Linked DNA regions of Mus musculus: all the other regions are linked to region 1. The links are chromatin contacts, called in public HiChIP or PLAC-seq and promoter capture Hi-C maps. All regions are on one chromosome and are shown on one strand. The core of a region is the stretch at or near the end of the contact, and the rest is flanking DNA. Distances in the headings are between cores, read along the strand shown. Region 1 holds the start of Fbxl14 (F-box and leucine-rich repeat protein 14). Region 2 overlaps Erc1 (ELKS/RAB6-interacting/CAST family member 1). Region 3 overlaps Erc1 (ELKS/RAB6-interacting/CAST family member 1). Region 4 overlaps Erc1 (ELKS/RAB6-interacting/CAST family member 1).

Region 1 (3,491 bases), core at 930-3,429:
CTTTCCAGTCTAGGCACAAAAATGTTTCAATCTCAAAATATCTCTCTTGTAGAATTCCAGGGCTTAAGAGAAAAAAGTAAACTAAAACGAGGTAGCCAGACATATATATATATACATACACACACACACACACACATATATATATATATATATATATGAGAATATACTCAGCAGAAAGAAAAAAGAACAATGATTTCAAATTTCTTTGAAAACTAAAAAGGAAGCAGATAAAAAACAAAACAAAAAAACAGAACAAGAACAAAACCAGAACCGAAGTGAGTTGCAGATACCAAAGGGGCAGCGATGAGAGGAGACTGGCTACAAAGTGGATGAGAAGGCTGTTCAAGTCGGGCTTGCTTTCTACACGTTTGGAATTAAAAGCCAGATCACAGTATCCAAATGAAAGTGTAAGTGAAGGCAGGCATCTTTCCTCAACTCCTCGGGGTTGAAACGACTAGTCCCTCCCCGCCCCCACCCCATTTCCAAATGCAGTGCCCCAGGATACAGTTGTCGGTGGCTGAAAGTCTCCATACCCTGCAGAAGAGTGGGCAGAGAAACAGCAGGGTCCATCTCTCCCCTCACTGGGAAAGGAGAGTGGGTAGAGGGAGCAGAACAACTCCAGACGCAGTGGAGAGGGGCGCCAGACTAGGAGAAGAGAGCCCAGGCTTCCGTCATCGCCCCACCGCGGCCACTGCCCTGAACGTGTAAGTGCGCGCGTGAGTGTGCGGAACAGTGGTGGTCCTGGGATGAACAGGGCGGGGCGGGGGAACTGGAACTGCCGCCCTCACCTGACCTTCTCACTGTCCGTCATCTGCCAAAGTCCCAGGTTAAGTACCTTGAGGCAGGGCAGCTGCGTGATGCGCTCCAGGCCGCGCTTGGTGATCCTGGTGCAGCCGTACAGATCTATGCCCGTGAGCTGGCTCAGGTGCTCAGCGATCAGCTCCAGGCCCTTGTCCGTGATGCGCACACACTGTCCAATGTTGAGCGTGCGCAGCCCGTGCATCTGCCGCACCATGCGGTTGATGCCATCGTCACTGATATGGCAAGAGCAAAGGGAGAGGGACTTGAGGCCGTCCAGTCCCTGGGCTATGTACGCCAGACTCTGATCTCCCACCTTGTCACAGAACGACACATCCAGACCGGAAAGGCGCAGGCTGCCCATGGCCAGATGCATGATGCCGGTGTCGCTGATGTTGTCGCAGGAGCGCAGGTTCAGGCTGCGCAGGCTGCCCATGTGCGACAGGTGCAGAAGGCCCGCGTCCGAGATGCCGCCGCAGAAGCTGAGGTTGAGGAGCCGGAGGCCCGTCAGCCCTCGCGAGATGTGCTTCAGGGAAAGATCCGTGAGTTTCTGGCAGTCCTGAAGAGTGAGCTGCTCCAGGCCCAGGCAGCCCTCGGCAGCGCTGCGCGTCATGCCGGCCAGGTGCCCGATGCCCACATCCGAGAGGTGGCGACAGCTGCGGAGATTAAGGCTCTTGAGGCGCTGCAGCCCCCAGGCAATGAGCAGAAGGCCGGTGTTGGTGATGTTGCTGCAGCCCCCCAGCTCCAGCACCTCCAGGCCCTTGAGGTACTGGGCTATGCGGCCCAGGCTGCTGTCGGTGATCTGCTTGCAAAGGCTCAAGTTGAGAGCGCGCAGCGAGCCGATCTCCTGCACGAACGCGTGGCCCAGGCCGTTGTCGGTGAGGTTGTAGCAGCCGCTGAGGTTGAGGCTCTCGATGTTCGCCATGCCCTGGATCACGTAGCTGAGGCTGCGGCGGAGGCTGAGGATCTGCACGCGGCGGATGCCCCGGGCCTGCAGGCTGGGGAACAGCGACGGGTTCGCCCGGCGCAGGTGCAGCTTGGCCTCCACGCCCCGCCACACCGACTTGTGGTAGGCGGCGTCCCGCCAGGCCGTGCACACCTGCGCCGCGCGACCCTTGTCTCGGACGTCCAAGTAGCCGAAGATCATGGCCAGCAGCTCGGGGAACAGGCACGAGATGTGGGTCTCCATCTTCCTCCCGCCGCTACGCCGCGCCGGGTGCAGGAGGCGCGGGCGCCGCCGCCGCCCCGGGAGGCGCCGAGAGCGGCCCGCCGCGGGCCAACGGCCGCCCCTCCCCGCCTTCCGGCCGGGCCGCCGCTCCTCCTCCCGGCGCGTCCGAGCGGCGCTTCCTTCCTGCCGCCCTTCCCGCCCCCGCGCGGCCGCTCGGGCCTCACATCCCGGCCGGGGCGGGCGCCGCGTCCGCGCCCGCGCGCCGCCCCGCGCCCTGCGGCATCCCGCGCCCGGCCGCGTCGCTGCTGCGCGCGCCGGCGAGGCCCGGGCCGGGCGCTCGGGCTGCGGACGGCTTCCTGCTGCCTTTGTCTGCCGTCCGCGGTTCAAACTGCCCAGCCCCGGGCTGCTCGCACTCGGCCGCTGCGCGGGGGGACTCTGGGGCCGCCGCGCGCCGCTCCTCCCCCGCCTAAGTCGCGCGGGTCCGATTCACGGCCGCGGGCGGCGGGACGCGGCGAACTCACCGGCGTGATCGGGCCTGCGCCCTAGGAGCCGGCCAGCCGCGCTGCGCCCTCCGCGTCCTCCGCGCCGGCTCCCCCGCTCAGTGGTACGCGCCCGCGCCGCCGGAACTGGTGGAGCCGTTTCCTTGGAAACCGGGCTCTGCCCTCGGCCGCGGAGGCTTAACCCCATGCGCGCCGGGATGGCTGGCGGCCTCGCCGCACCGTGCAGCCCTAAAGAGCGCCCGATGGCCCACGGGCTGCTCCCCTCGGTGTCCACGCTTACTCCACGCCCTCTCCCGCCCGCATACTTCATCCTCTCTTGCCCGCATATTCCATCCCCTCTAGCCCGCGTTACTTCTCAGAGCGCCTTTAACCATCTCACCACACCCACTGCCCCAGTCGGGCGGCCTTCCCACCATTCCTTTCTCTTTAGTAGTGAGTCTTAATTTGGTGGAGAAAGTGGCTTTTAGTCAGCATAGTTTGACAGCTCTCGTTCTAGAAATTTCTGGAAGTTGTCCAGTGTGCCTGCCTTCCACAATCTTGTTGTTTCCATACACCCATGTGAGTTCCTTTCCCTTTCAACTTTGTGTCAAAACTTCCCACTGCTTCTGCCCCTGCCTTGCGCTCTAACCTACACCAGGTTTTGTCTTTTTCCTCGGCCACTTAGACTGTAGATTGCACGGCCCAGCTGTACGGATACCTAATACATCTGTATGTGCTGACACACATACACTCTTTGGTCTGGTTAAAGATGCTCCAGCCTTATGCTTTATGTATATTTTATGAATCTAGGGCAGAGCTCAACTCTATACAGTGTAGCCTCGGGTCTTAAATATCTGCATGAAGGATAGGATTTCAGAATTGTATTTTTATGACCCCTGAAGCCAAGAGTTTTTAGTTCAGAGAAAAGGAACCTGAGAATCTTAAATAAGTTACAAGTTCACACATCTAGATACAAAACAACCTGACTTAGCTGTTTCCTTGACTCTTTGGGAACCTGAACAAGACATCATCATCATTATTATTAT
Region 2 (3,206 bases), core at 423-2,922, 190 kb before region 1:
CCAAGTGCTGGGGTTAAAGGCATGCGCCACCACTGTCTGACATACATACTTAACTTTGATACCTCTTACTGAATTGCTGCCAATATTAGTCTCTCCCCACATAGTATTATAGAATTTTATATTCTTATATGTACTAGACAATATCCATATCTACTTACTAAATTTCTGCTGACTTAGGTTTACATTTGTATTATCCTTCTATATCACAGTTAACTCTCCTATCTTTGGGAATGGTATTCCATAATACATTTAACTGTTCTTCCCTTGGTAAATAATTAAATTACTTTTAAAATTCCTCTATTATATATGTTATTTAGTAAAAGTTTATATGAATGCAGATTTTCATTAGCATGAAAATAATCTTAAGCCAAAGTCATTTCATATGTGTACATCTGCAGAATAAAATTTGCAAAGTAGAACCATAAGATCAGAGGACTTCAAGTCCAAGTTGATACTTGTTTCTGTTTGATATCTGATTTCAGGTATATATCACCACACAAATCTTCTAGTTGATACCATTAAATGAAAATAACAGCATGGGAATGTTATATACTACTATTTGTTTTAAAAGAAGGAAATTTGAAGCTGGGCATATAATGACCATTAACCTGGGGCAGTAAGAACAAGCATGAGTGAAGGTTTTTTTTTTGTTTTTTTGTTTTTTTTTTTTTTGTCTTTTAACTATAAAGCACAATATTTTGAGACAGAATCACAGTGTATAGTCTAAAGTGCTCTTGAATCTCAACCCTGCTGTCTAAGTTCCCTCCACACTAGTATCATAAGCATGCAGTGTCATGCTTTGACTACGTTTATATATTCTTTATACTTTTTGAAAAACCGTATGAATGAGACCTGAGTTTATAGTCTGACTGGTAAATCACATGCGTAGCTGTGTTAAAAATCTAATCTGCATGGAGAAAGGTGGGGAGTGAATGTATTACCTATATAATATTTTAATATTATGTTTCTTTAATATAGCAATAAAAGCATGAGTTTTCAACTTAGAATTGGATTTAATTATACAATGTGTGACACTGACATTATTGTGCTCTCATTTCATGTATATAAAGTAGTAAATGTCTGTCTCATAAATTTGTGAGAAATTACTTTAAAAGTACAGAATTTACAGGCCTACTCATAATGCATAATTAAGCTCATTTAATCTATTCTGCCAATTATGAAATAACTTAGCCCAGTACTTCTCACCCTTCCTACTGCGACTTTTTAATACAGTTTTTTATGTTGTGGTGACCCCCAATCATAAAATTATTTTTTGTTGCTACTTCATAACTGTAATTTTGCTACTGTTATGAATTGTAAATATCTGTGCTTTTTCCTTTGGTCTCAGGTGACCCCTGTGAAGCAATCTGTTGAATCCCCCAGGGCTGGCAAAGCACAAGTTGAGAACCACTGCCTTAGAGCTTATCTTTATACAGATAGCATTTAACATAGAATACACATTGTCTTTTCCTCTCTTCAAATTGAATGTGGAGGCAGAAGTCTTTGTTTTACTAGGAAAGAGGCCATGACCCTGACTTGGTTTTGTGACAGTCACTTCAAAAGAAGTCATAAAAATATTTGCAGACAGTGGAAAAGTAAACACAGCTTGGGAACTGATCCATGTCGAGATGAATATAGAAGTGAACTGGTATAAAGTTTCAAGGTGCAAAATAGCTGTTTGGAAGCTGTGACTCATGCAGTTGTTCTCAGACAGAGTTCACACATTTTCAGGATGAGCATACTCTTGAACGGCCTGAAGACACGGGCATGTGTAGCATGCAGTATATTCTTATAAGCCAGAATTATTAGCCTCTGAGAGCGTCTGAGGGACTCCTGAAGAATACATTTGGCAGTAATGATAATGGAGACACACTCACAGAGATATAGCAACTTTAAACTTATTTTATGAACCACAGTGGAAGAGCTTCAAGAGACCCTCTCTTCCTTCCAAATTCATTAACTGAGTTTTTCCAAGTAATTTGAATCTCAAAGATTTTATTTAGTTGTTTTTTTTTTAAATCAAGAATGTCAGATTAGAAAGGGCTAGAAAGTTTAATCCCAAAGGTTTCTGTAATAATAACCAATCTACCCTGGAGCTCCTACCAACTCCAGCGATTTTGAGGAATTTTCTGTATCATCTTGTTGTCTGGTTGGTTTACCTATAAACATTTTAGTTTCTGCATGCAATATACAGCAAGCAAAACTAAATGGTATATAATTATATATCAGACTTACATTCCATACTACCTATATAATATAAAACTATTCATAAAACACCCCAAATGAGGTTTTTATAGTAACATTAAAATTACTACCTGAAATAAAATGTCCCCACTTCTTCTAAAATAACACTAGAGCTTATCTTTAAGCCCTTCCTCTATTCTCAAGAATTCTGGTACCGTGTCCAGTCCATGTCTGCTTGATTTCTTCTCTTGTCTTTTTTCTTGTCAGAACCATAGTTGTGCTTTATAGGTGATTCGCAGGCGTGGGGATACTTACCTGCCCCTAAGTGACCCTCCCGTCTTTACTGTCCCTATCCACTTACCTCACAGCCCTCTCACACCCCTTCTGTAGTGTGTCTTCTTCTGTATGCACCCGTGCTTCATTCCGTGTATGTGTAACAGTAGCTCATTTACACTTGCTATGTTGCATTCCATCCTGTGACTATACCACAGTTTACCCACTCAACCATAAGTAGAAATCTGAGGTGTTAGCTGGTTGGAGATGGTATCAGTTCTTTCATTCCACGTTTGCTTGGGTCCCTGAGCTCAAACTCAGGTAGTCAGGCTTACATCATAGGACAGCAAGTGATCTCTACCCACTGCGCGGCCTCACTAGCAAGACAGTTTGGCGATGTTACAAATAAAACCTTGTCTTTTATTTACCTCTCTCATATTTTGGGCTTATTGAAAGCATACATTTTTTATGTTTGTCATTTTGATGTCTAGTGCATTGAAAGAGTAGGAGAGAAGAGGAAGGTAGACATAACAATTTAGATAGTACCATTGCCTTTCTTAAAATGATAATTTTATGTTTCTCTAGATCTTTTCTGCAGTTGTGTTCACTATAGTTCTTTGTAATGGAAACTCGAACTCTTAAGTACTAGCTAGTAAACTGTTGGAATTTATTAAGCAATAATGTTTCCATGTCTCTCTAGCCAAATCTTCTGCTCCTTCAGAATGACTATTAAATAAACTTTTATTTTT
Region 3 (3,310 bases), core at 307-2,806, 240 kb before region 1:
CCTGGTTACAGTGGTCTTTACACATTTGGACCCTTTGCTGTATTGTGGAGAAACCTTCCATACTGGGGTAATTGCTGATAGAAAAAAATGTATTTCACCAGAAACCCTGGAAGCCACTGCAGTTGGAAAGGGCCATGTCTCTCCTTAGGGAGGGAATCTGAACACATTCCAGTTGGGTTTGAACTCCCAGAAAAGCCCCCAATTCTTAGCAGTAATCTTGGTGTCCCATAAAAGAATACACAAAGCAAGTGTATTTTAGCAAGGATATATTTTTTGCAAAAGGTGTGTCCAAGAATCCAAACTGGGCTGACAACACAGACTACTTCATGTCCTTTCTTCCTGATGTAGGTGGTTACTGTGTCTCAACGCACTGCTGGCTTCCTGACTTCAGTCTGACATGATTAGCTATCCACCCAAAGAGGAAAGACAAGGTTCAGGAATAGCCTTGCTGGGTTAGCTACCTTACATTAAAGCAAAACAAGGAAACTGTTTCTCTTCCATTCTGATTCTATGACATCAACTTTTTACATTCCATATGCTCAGTTTAGCGTCATGTACTTAGCTCATTTCAGTTAACTTGATGTCCTCTGGGGTTATCGTCATAATGGAAAACAAAACTAACTCTCTCTCTCTCCCTCCCTCCCTCTCCCTCCCTCTCCCTCCCTCCTTCCCCCCGACCCCCGCTCCCTGTTTGGTAGTATTCCTGGTGTGTATATACAGCACATTAAAAAAAAAACTATTGAACTTAAAGATGATTTTATTATTAATGTTTTAAAAATCTCCCTATCAGGTAAGCCATAAATTTTGGCAATTGCCTGGACCAGGGAGATAGAGAAGAAGAAGATAGAAAGATAGAAAGTCATACAATCTGAGTACGGATGGCATGGAGAACCTTTTTCTTTTTAAAATTATTGTTGTTTTTGTACATGTCTGTATGATAAGGGGAAATACCGTGATATGCCATGTGCTTGTATGGAAGGCAGAGGACAACTTTGTAGAGACAGCTTGTTCATTCTTCATGCAAGTTCTAGGGAATTGAACTCAAAGCATCTAGCTTTGCTGGTTGAGTCATCTCACTGGCTGGAAGATAGACTATTTCCTCATCCATTCATCTATTGATAGACACTTAGGCTGATTCTGGTCCTGACTGTTGTTTAGCCATGAGCCGTCATGTGGTGCTGTCGTAAGACTGGTCAGGTAGATGTTCCTGCAGCCCACCAATATCCTTTCATTTCAATGTCCAGGAGTGGAACTGCTGACTCATGCAGTAGTTGAGTGTTAGTATTTTGAGGAAGCTCCATCCTGTCTGCCATAGTGAATGAGAAAGAGTCCCTGCCTGCATCCTCATGAGTACTCACTTCCTGTCTTTTATAGTGATCCAAAAGGACTGAAATATATCTTTGTGGTTTCTAATTACATTTCATCAATGACTTGTAACATTGAAGAGTTTGTTTTCAAAATTATGTGTCATTTTTATGTGTTCTTTTAAGGTATCTATGCATCTCCTGTCCTTTTTATGAACGAGTTGGATCTTTTTCTTGCTGTTTAGTTCTCATTTTCGAGTATTAACCCTTGTCAGATATATAGTTGGGAAAATTTACTCTCTTCTGTAAGTGTTGCTTTGTTATTTTGATTATTTGCTGTAAAGCCAAGAATGTTATTATCTGAGGTAATCACAGTTGTTTGATTTTGTTTCTGTTGCCATCACTTTTTGGTTTTATTTTTAAAAGCAGAACCCAAACCCCACTATCCCCAACCCACTGTCATGAAACACCCCCTGCCCCCAGTTTCTTAGTTTTGTTTTCTTCTTCTTTCTTCCTCTCTCGTCTTTTTTGAGACTGTGTCTCACACTGTAGTTCAAGATGGCCTTGATCTCATGGACAACCTCCTGCCTCAGCCTTACGAGTGCTGTTGTGTAGGTAGGAGTTACCATGCCTGGTTTTAGCTTCAGTTCTTTAGTTCATTTGAGTTAACAGATACTAAGAGATAAGGGCTTGCTTTTATTCTTCTTTGTATCAACATATAGGCAACCTTGTTACTCATTTTCATATTTGAATACAAAACTCAAGTATCAAATATAGTACTGTGTTCCAAATCCTTTGGTTTGCATTCCCCCATCCCCTTAATAAATCAAAAAGAAAATGCTTAGAATAGTCTGAGAAATCCATGGTTCCATTCTTGGCTTTTTCTTTTATCTTTCCTACTGCTATACTGTCCTTGAGATCCTTAAGACTAATAAGAGTTTTGCTACATAGATGAAAAGTAACATTACAAACTCCTACTAGAGTGTATTACTTGCTTAACTAAATTGCTCATTCATATTCAAACCAGTGGTATTCATAGGTATATGTATACATATGTGTGTGTTTCTAGTTTTTTCAGGAGAAGGCAAAGTCTCACTTTATTCAAATGTTAGTAAGCATGTTCCTTTTTGAAAAGAAATGTTTCAGAAATTGTCTTTATGAAGCTCGAGTCTGTCATCTAGTTGTGACTTTCAAAGGGAGATAGTCTTGTGGTATTGACTCTAAGTACAGACTCCATCAGAGCTGGCTTTCAGCCCAGTTTAAGTGGTAGGTTTTAAAAATAGCTTTGTATTTTTAAATAGTTAACCTCTTATTGCTTATGCCATCTAACACCAGCACTTCCTTCTCTCTGTTGCAGAGAGCAAACCCATCATGTCTGCCTCGCTTCACTAACTTTATCCTATGCTCTTAATAACAGACTTCAGCTTCCTTTATTTCTCTTCTTCCCTTGTTTAATTCTTTACTCTATGGAGGAATCTTTCTGGCCTCAGTTTGCTTCTGAATAGAAGGATGTTTAATGATAGCTCTTCCTTGATGGGTAGGCACTCCTTGAGGTAACTGAGTAACCTACTTCACCGGGTCTTCATCGTTTTCCAGGACAGTCTCCGTAAGAAGGATGACAGGATTGAAGAGCTGGAAGAAGCACTGAGAGAAAGTGTACAGATAACTGCAGAGCGTGAAATGGTGCTGGCACAAGAGGAATCAGCCAGGACCAATGCTGAGAAACAGGTCTGCGATTTTATGTAGCTACTAGCAATGCTGCTGGGTAAACACAAGGTAAAGCCAGTGCAGTTTCAGGTGACTGTTAGAACTGCTTCAGAACTGCTGCTGCAGAACTACTTCATCAAGTGGTAATGGTTAGACTTTCAGAGTGACTAAAATATAACTGTGCAAGGATCGGCTCATGGTAACGTGAGGTCTCTGCAGTAATCATTTAGGAATGCTTCATATATATTCATGTAGTAAAAGCTAGTGAAGTGTGACTGACAAAACATGCAACATGTATG
Region 4 (3,339 bases), core at 89-2,588, 160 kb before region 1:
TTCACAAAAGAAGGAAAGTTAATAACTTTTGCTAAATTAATTGTTAAGCAAATATCTCTGTATACTAATAAAATGAAGCTTTCATTAATTCCAGAATTGAGTTCATGTACTGTTGTACAAGGCAGTGTAGTCGTGGAATACAGATCACTACTGCTATGTGTGATAACTGCTTCACAGAGTTGAGGGTGGGGAGCCTCAAAGTAAGTAGAGATGCTGGAATCGTTAGGGAGTTACCTCAGCAGGCCTTTCACAAAGGTTAAACAGGTTAATGTGTCTTGCATACACTGAGACCTCTGCAGAGAAGGGAGGAAATTATAGTTGAGTGGACATCTTCAGGGCATGAGATAGAAGAACAAAACAGATATCCCAGAAATCGCCTATAATCTCTGGATAGCTAGTGAGTTAAATAATAAGGCAACAGAATCAAAGTGCATGTAATCCATTAATAAGAGAATGTGGATTTCCTATTTAATATGGGTTGTTGACAATTAACCTATGCCTCTTCACCCATGGTATTAGCATGGTATTGCTCATGGAGCCTGACCTCAGGGCCTTGAGTTCCACCACTGAATTAAATCCTTTGAAAAGGTTTAAGACAAGGCAAGGATGTGTAAGCCACAGCAACAGCTTTAAACTTGGTGGGATCACCCTTGCTGCTCTCCTGGAACATCTGACAGGAAGGACTGATTACACGGTGAGCTTACCCCATGGTATTAGCATGCTAAGCCACTGGCCTCCTTCTTTCATCTGATCTTTTCCCCAAAAGCTTTCAGGATTGTGGAGTATATTGTATATAATTCTGCAGCTATCCAACTTGGAATTCATACTTGGACAAGGAGGGGATGGTAAACATTGTTGGTTATGCTCCTTAATTCATGTCCCGTGTACTTCAGTGTGCTTCTGTGGAACACACACATGCTTAGCACTCCCGCCAAGTCACTGTTTCAGTCTTGGTTGCAGTTTCTTACTTACTGGTGCTGGAAGGCCAATGTGTTAAAGATTCCGAAATCATCAAAGGATGCTCAGCTTTCTTTGCCTTTGATATTTGTCTCTGGTTTCTGAAATTTGCCCAGAATGGGGAAAGGAACAGAGGGGAGGTCTTACTATTTCCTGGAGCTCACATGCCACAGTAGTGCACATCTTGATTCCATTAGTCTATGCAGGTCAAAGAGCAAGTTCAGCTGGTGTAGTTTACAGCACCAGGGACAGAGTGACTAGCCACTTTAATGACTTGCCTTTCTGCTGCAACTTACTCAGGAAATAGGGGTTGCTAACCACTGAAATGTTTGTATCCATGGTTGATGGGGTGGGGTGTTTGTTTGTTAACTGAGGAATAGACTCAGAATAGGGAGAGTGACTCGGCAGGAAGTGCGCTGACATTTTGTCCTCTGATCCTCTGGGGGTTCTCCCTTGTGTCTTCCTAGTTGCTCTCTTGGGGCTCTCCAGGCAAACAGTGAGGCTGCTTGTGCTAGCAGGACTCCATCTGGGGGCAGCCTCTAGTCGGGAGCACTCTGTTGTGATCAACTTCTGATTTCTGTATCTTTTCCTAAAAATGATCACTTCTGACTTTTTTTATATTCTTTTCTGTTTCTCTGTTTTCATCAGAAAAATAGTACTTTTATCAAAAAGTATCTTCTTACAAAGACTGTTTTCAATAGACAACAACTAAACCCAGTTTCTTTCACAACTTAACTGTTTTGTTTCATTCTGATTTTTTGCCTCTGAAAACACAACATTTTAAACAAGTTTCAACTTTTTCACAGTGGGTCTAATAAGCACCTAATAACCAGCTCACCGTGTAATCAGTCCTTCCTGTCAGATGTTCCAGGAGAGCAGCAAGGGTGATCCCACCAAGTTTAAAGCTGTTGCTGTGGCTTACACATCCCTGCCTTGTCTTAAACCTTTTCAAAGGATTTAACTCAGTGGTGGAACTCAAGGCCCTGAGGTCAGTCTCCATGAGCAAAGAAGAGGGAGAAGCTCCACAGTGTTTTCAAGGCGGTTCGCCCAAAGAGATCCAGTTTGCTCCACACCCAGTATGTGTACTAGCAAGAGGACAAGCTTGCAAAAGAGACTTTATTCAGCAACAGTCAACTGTGAGGAGCCAGGACATCTCTCCTGCCTCCCCAGGACTAGTAAAGGGAGAGCTGTGGGACATAGATGATAAGTGTAACTCTCCATGCTAGACCTGAGCATAGGGCTTTTGTCCTACCAGATCTTGCAAGGAACCCAAGTAAAGGCTTAGTAGTTCCAGGTAGTTTTAACCATTGCTAAATATCTGAAAACCTTGGGAATGCATACAGCAGAGGTACTAGCTACAGCAAAGCAGTAGAGGTGTATTGCTGTGCTTCACTATATAACATCTAAAACATAACGAGAGTGCAAAGTCTCAGGTTTGGGCTCAAGAGAACCCCGAGGCAGATTGTTCATGTAAATAAGAGCTTGGTTTATTACAAGAGTTATTAACAAGACAGGCATGGCAAAGGTCCTGAGGAAAGCTGAGGCCCAAAGGACAAAGTGAGGTTGCCTTCTTACAGGAAAGGGAGAGTTTGTATGCCAGGGGGTTGATGAGTCCATAGTAAATGCTTGCAAGTCAGGCAGTCTCTGATTCCCAGATGGCAATGGGAGAGGATTGTTTCTTGCATTCTGAGGAAAGAATGTGTCACCTTTAGGGTGTGGAGAACATGAGGATAAGGCACCCATTTGGTTAGTGTGCATCTATTATATTAGGTGTTTAGGAGTTGGGTAACTCATAGCTTGGAATGTGCTAGCCTAGAGTCTGTCTGCAGAATCAGCTGTCAGGATGGGGAGAGACACCACTCACTCAGGTGTGACCTGAGCAGCATCTGGAGTGGATCCCGGTGAAAAGCAAGAGAGGCTCCAGAGCCTTATGCATGTTTTCTTTGGGCATTAATAGTATCCATTGCAAATTTATTAAAATTATAACATATCCAAGAGAACAATACTGTCTCTATCCCTAACTGTCCAAGCATACCGTTTATGTAAGAATTGGAACTCGATCAAAACACTTCAACAATGTGGAATAATTTCACCTTTTCACACTGTGCTGTTCTTCTTTTTTTATTACCCCCTCGTGAGTATGTGTACATGCACACATGCACAGTGTAGAGGCTAGAAACTAGACATCTCTCCCCTTCTACTGTAGTCAGTTTTCTCCTTCCACCATCAAGCTCAGGTCAGCAGGCTTGCCACCCCATGAGCATTTTTTATAATACAAAACTCAAATCCCTGTCATATTTGAATTTGTATCTAATAAAGATACTGATGGTGCTATATAATTATATTGCTTATATTAATTCCTCATTTCCTTTTTGGCTAATA

The links. Promoter capture Hi-C pulls out the DNA fragments that hold promoters and counts their contacts. HiChIP or PLAC-seq counts read pairs in DNA pulled down with a chosen protein or histone mark.
Region 2: a contact with region 1 is called in a promoter capture Hi-C map of liver, with 2.8 times the contacts expected there. The contact joins the enhancer-like site here to the promoter of Fbxl14 in region 1. A contact is called at or near these places in 7 of 39 promoter capture datasets (the 3T3-L1 cell line, cranial neural crest, hippocampal neurons and 3 more), 2 of 15 datasets of contacts at CTCF or cohesin (large pre-B cells and pro-B cells), 8 of 484 Hi-C or Micro-C datasets (CD8 T cells, Sertoli cells, cranial neural crest and 3 more) and 12 of 115 datasets of contacts at active chromatin or transcription factors (the 230-238 cell line, the SCID.adh cell line, T-cell acute lymphoblastic leukemia and 8 more).
Region 3: an H3K4me3 HiChIP or PLAC-seq map of pro-B cells shows a contact between it and region 1, with 4 times the contacts expected there. The contact joins the enhancer-like site here to the promoter of Fbxl14 in region 1. A contact is called at or near these places in 9 of 39 promoter capture datasets (the 3T3-L1 cell line, the C10 cell line, the HPC-7 cell line and 6 more), 2 of 15 datasets of contacts at CTCF or cohesin (large pre-B cells and pro-B cells), 84 of 484 Hi-C or Micro-C datasets (the 63-12 cell line, the AML12 cell line, B cells and 49 more), 34 of 115 datasets of contacts at active chromatin or transcription factors (the 230-238 cell line, the HPC-7 cell line, the NIH/3T3 cell line and 25 more) and 1 of 9 other capture datasets (embryonic stem cells).
Region 4: a contact with region 1 is called in an H3K4me3 HiChIP or PLAC-seq map of the SCID.adh cell line, with 14 read pairs. The contact joins the enhancer-like site here to the promoter of Fbxl14 in region 1. A contact is called at or near these places in 11 of 39 promoter capture datasets (the 3T3-L1 cell line, the C10 cell line, cranial neural crest and 5 more), 19 of 484 Hi-C or Micro-C datasets (the C10 cell line, CD4 T cells, CD8 T cells and 11 more), 13 of 115 datasets of contacts at active chromatin or transcription factors (the 230-238 cell line, the SCID.adh cell line, T-cell acute lymphoblastic leukemia and 7 more) and 4 of 9 other capture datasets (adipose tissue, embryonic stem cells, liver and 1 more).

The regions. Positions count from the first base shown.
Region 1 is chr6:119,478,356-119,481,846 of GRCm38.p6, reverse strand. It overlaps Fbxl14 (F-box and leucine-rich repeat protein 14), which reads right to left and starts at 2,179. Exons shown (of 1, transcript NM_133940.3): 1 at 1-2,179. The coding sequence starts at 1,987. The coding sequence ends at 785. The region is part of intron 1 of Wnt5b (wingless-type MMTV integration site family, member 5B); the gene reads left to right.
Region 2 is chr6:119,668,352-119,671,557 of GRCm38.p6, reverse strand. The region is part of intron 17 of Erc1 (ELKS/RAB6-interacting/CAST family member 1); the gene reads left to right. Among named protein-coding and RNA genes, the nearest start is that of Wnt5b, 130 kb to the right of the region's middle. Within about 2 kb of position 1,672, at least 8 of the 459 cell types and tissues checked have an H3K27ac peak or open chromatin away from gene starts, as enhancers often do. A contact at or near this core is called in liver, where this site is marked.
Region 3 is chr6:119,713,402-119,716,711 of GRCm38.p6, reverse strand. It overlaps Erc1 (ELKS/RAB6-interacting/CAST family member 1), which reads left to right. Exons shown (of 21, transcript NM_053204.2): 16 at 2,901-3,032. Among named protein-coding and RNA genes, the nearest start is that of Erc1, 130 kb to the left of the region's middle. Within about 2 kb of position 1,556, at least 20 of the 459 cell types and tissues checked have an H3K27ac peak or open chromatin away from gene starts, as enhancers often do. A contact at or near this core is called in the 63-12 cell line, the HL-1 cell line, the HPC-7 cell line and 4 more, where this site is marked.
Region 4 is chr6:119,633,765-119,637,103 of GRCm38.p6, reverse strand. All of the region lies in intron 17 of Erc1 (ELKS/RAB6-interacting/CAST family member 1), which reads left to right. Among named protein-coding and RNA genes, the nearest start is that of Wnt5b, 91 kb to the right of the region's middle. Within about 2 kb of position 1,338, at least 94 of the 459 cell types and tissues checked have an H3K27ac peak or open chromatin away from gene starts, as enhancers often do. A contact at or near this core is called in the 230-238 cell line, CD8 T cells, the SCID.adh cell line and 10 more, where this site is marked.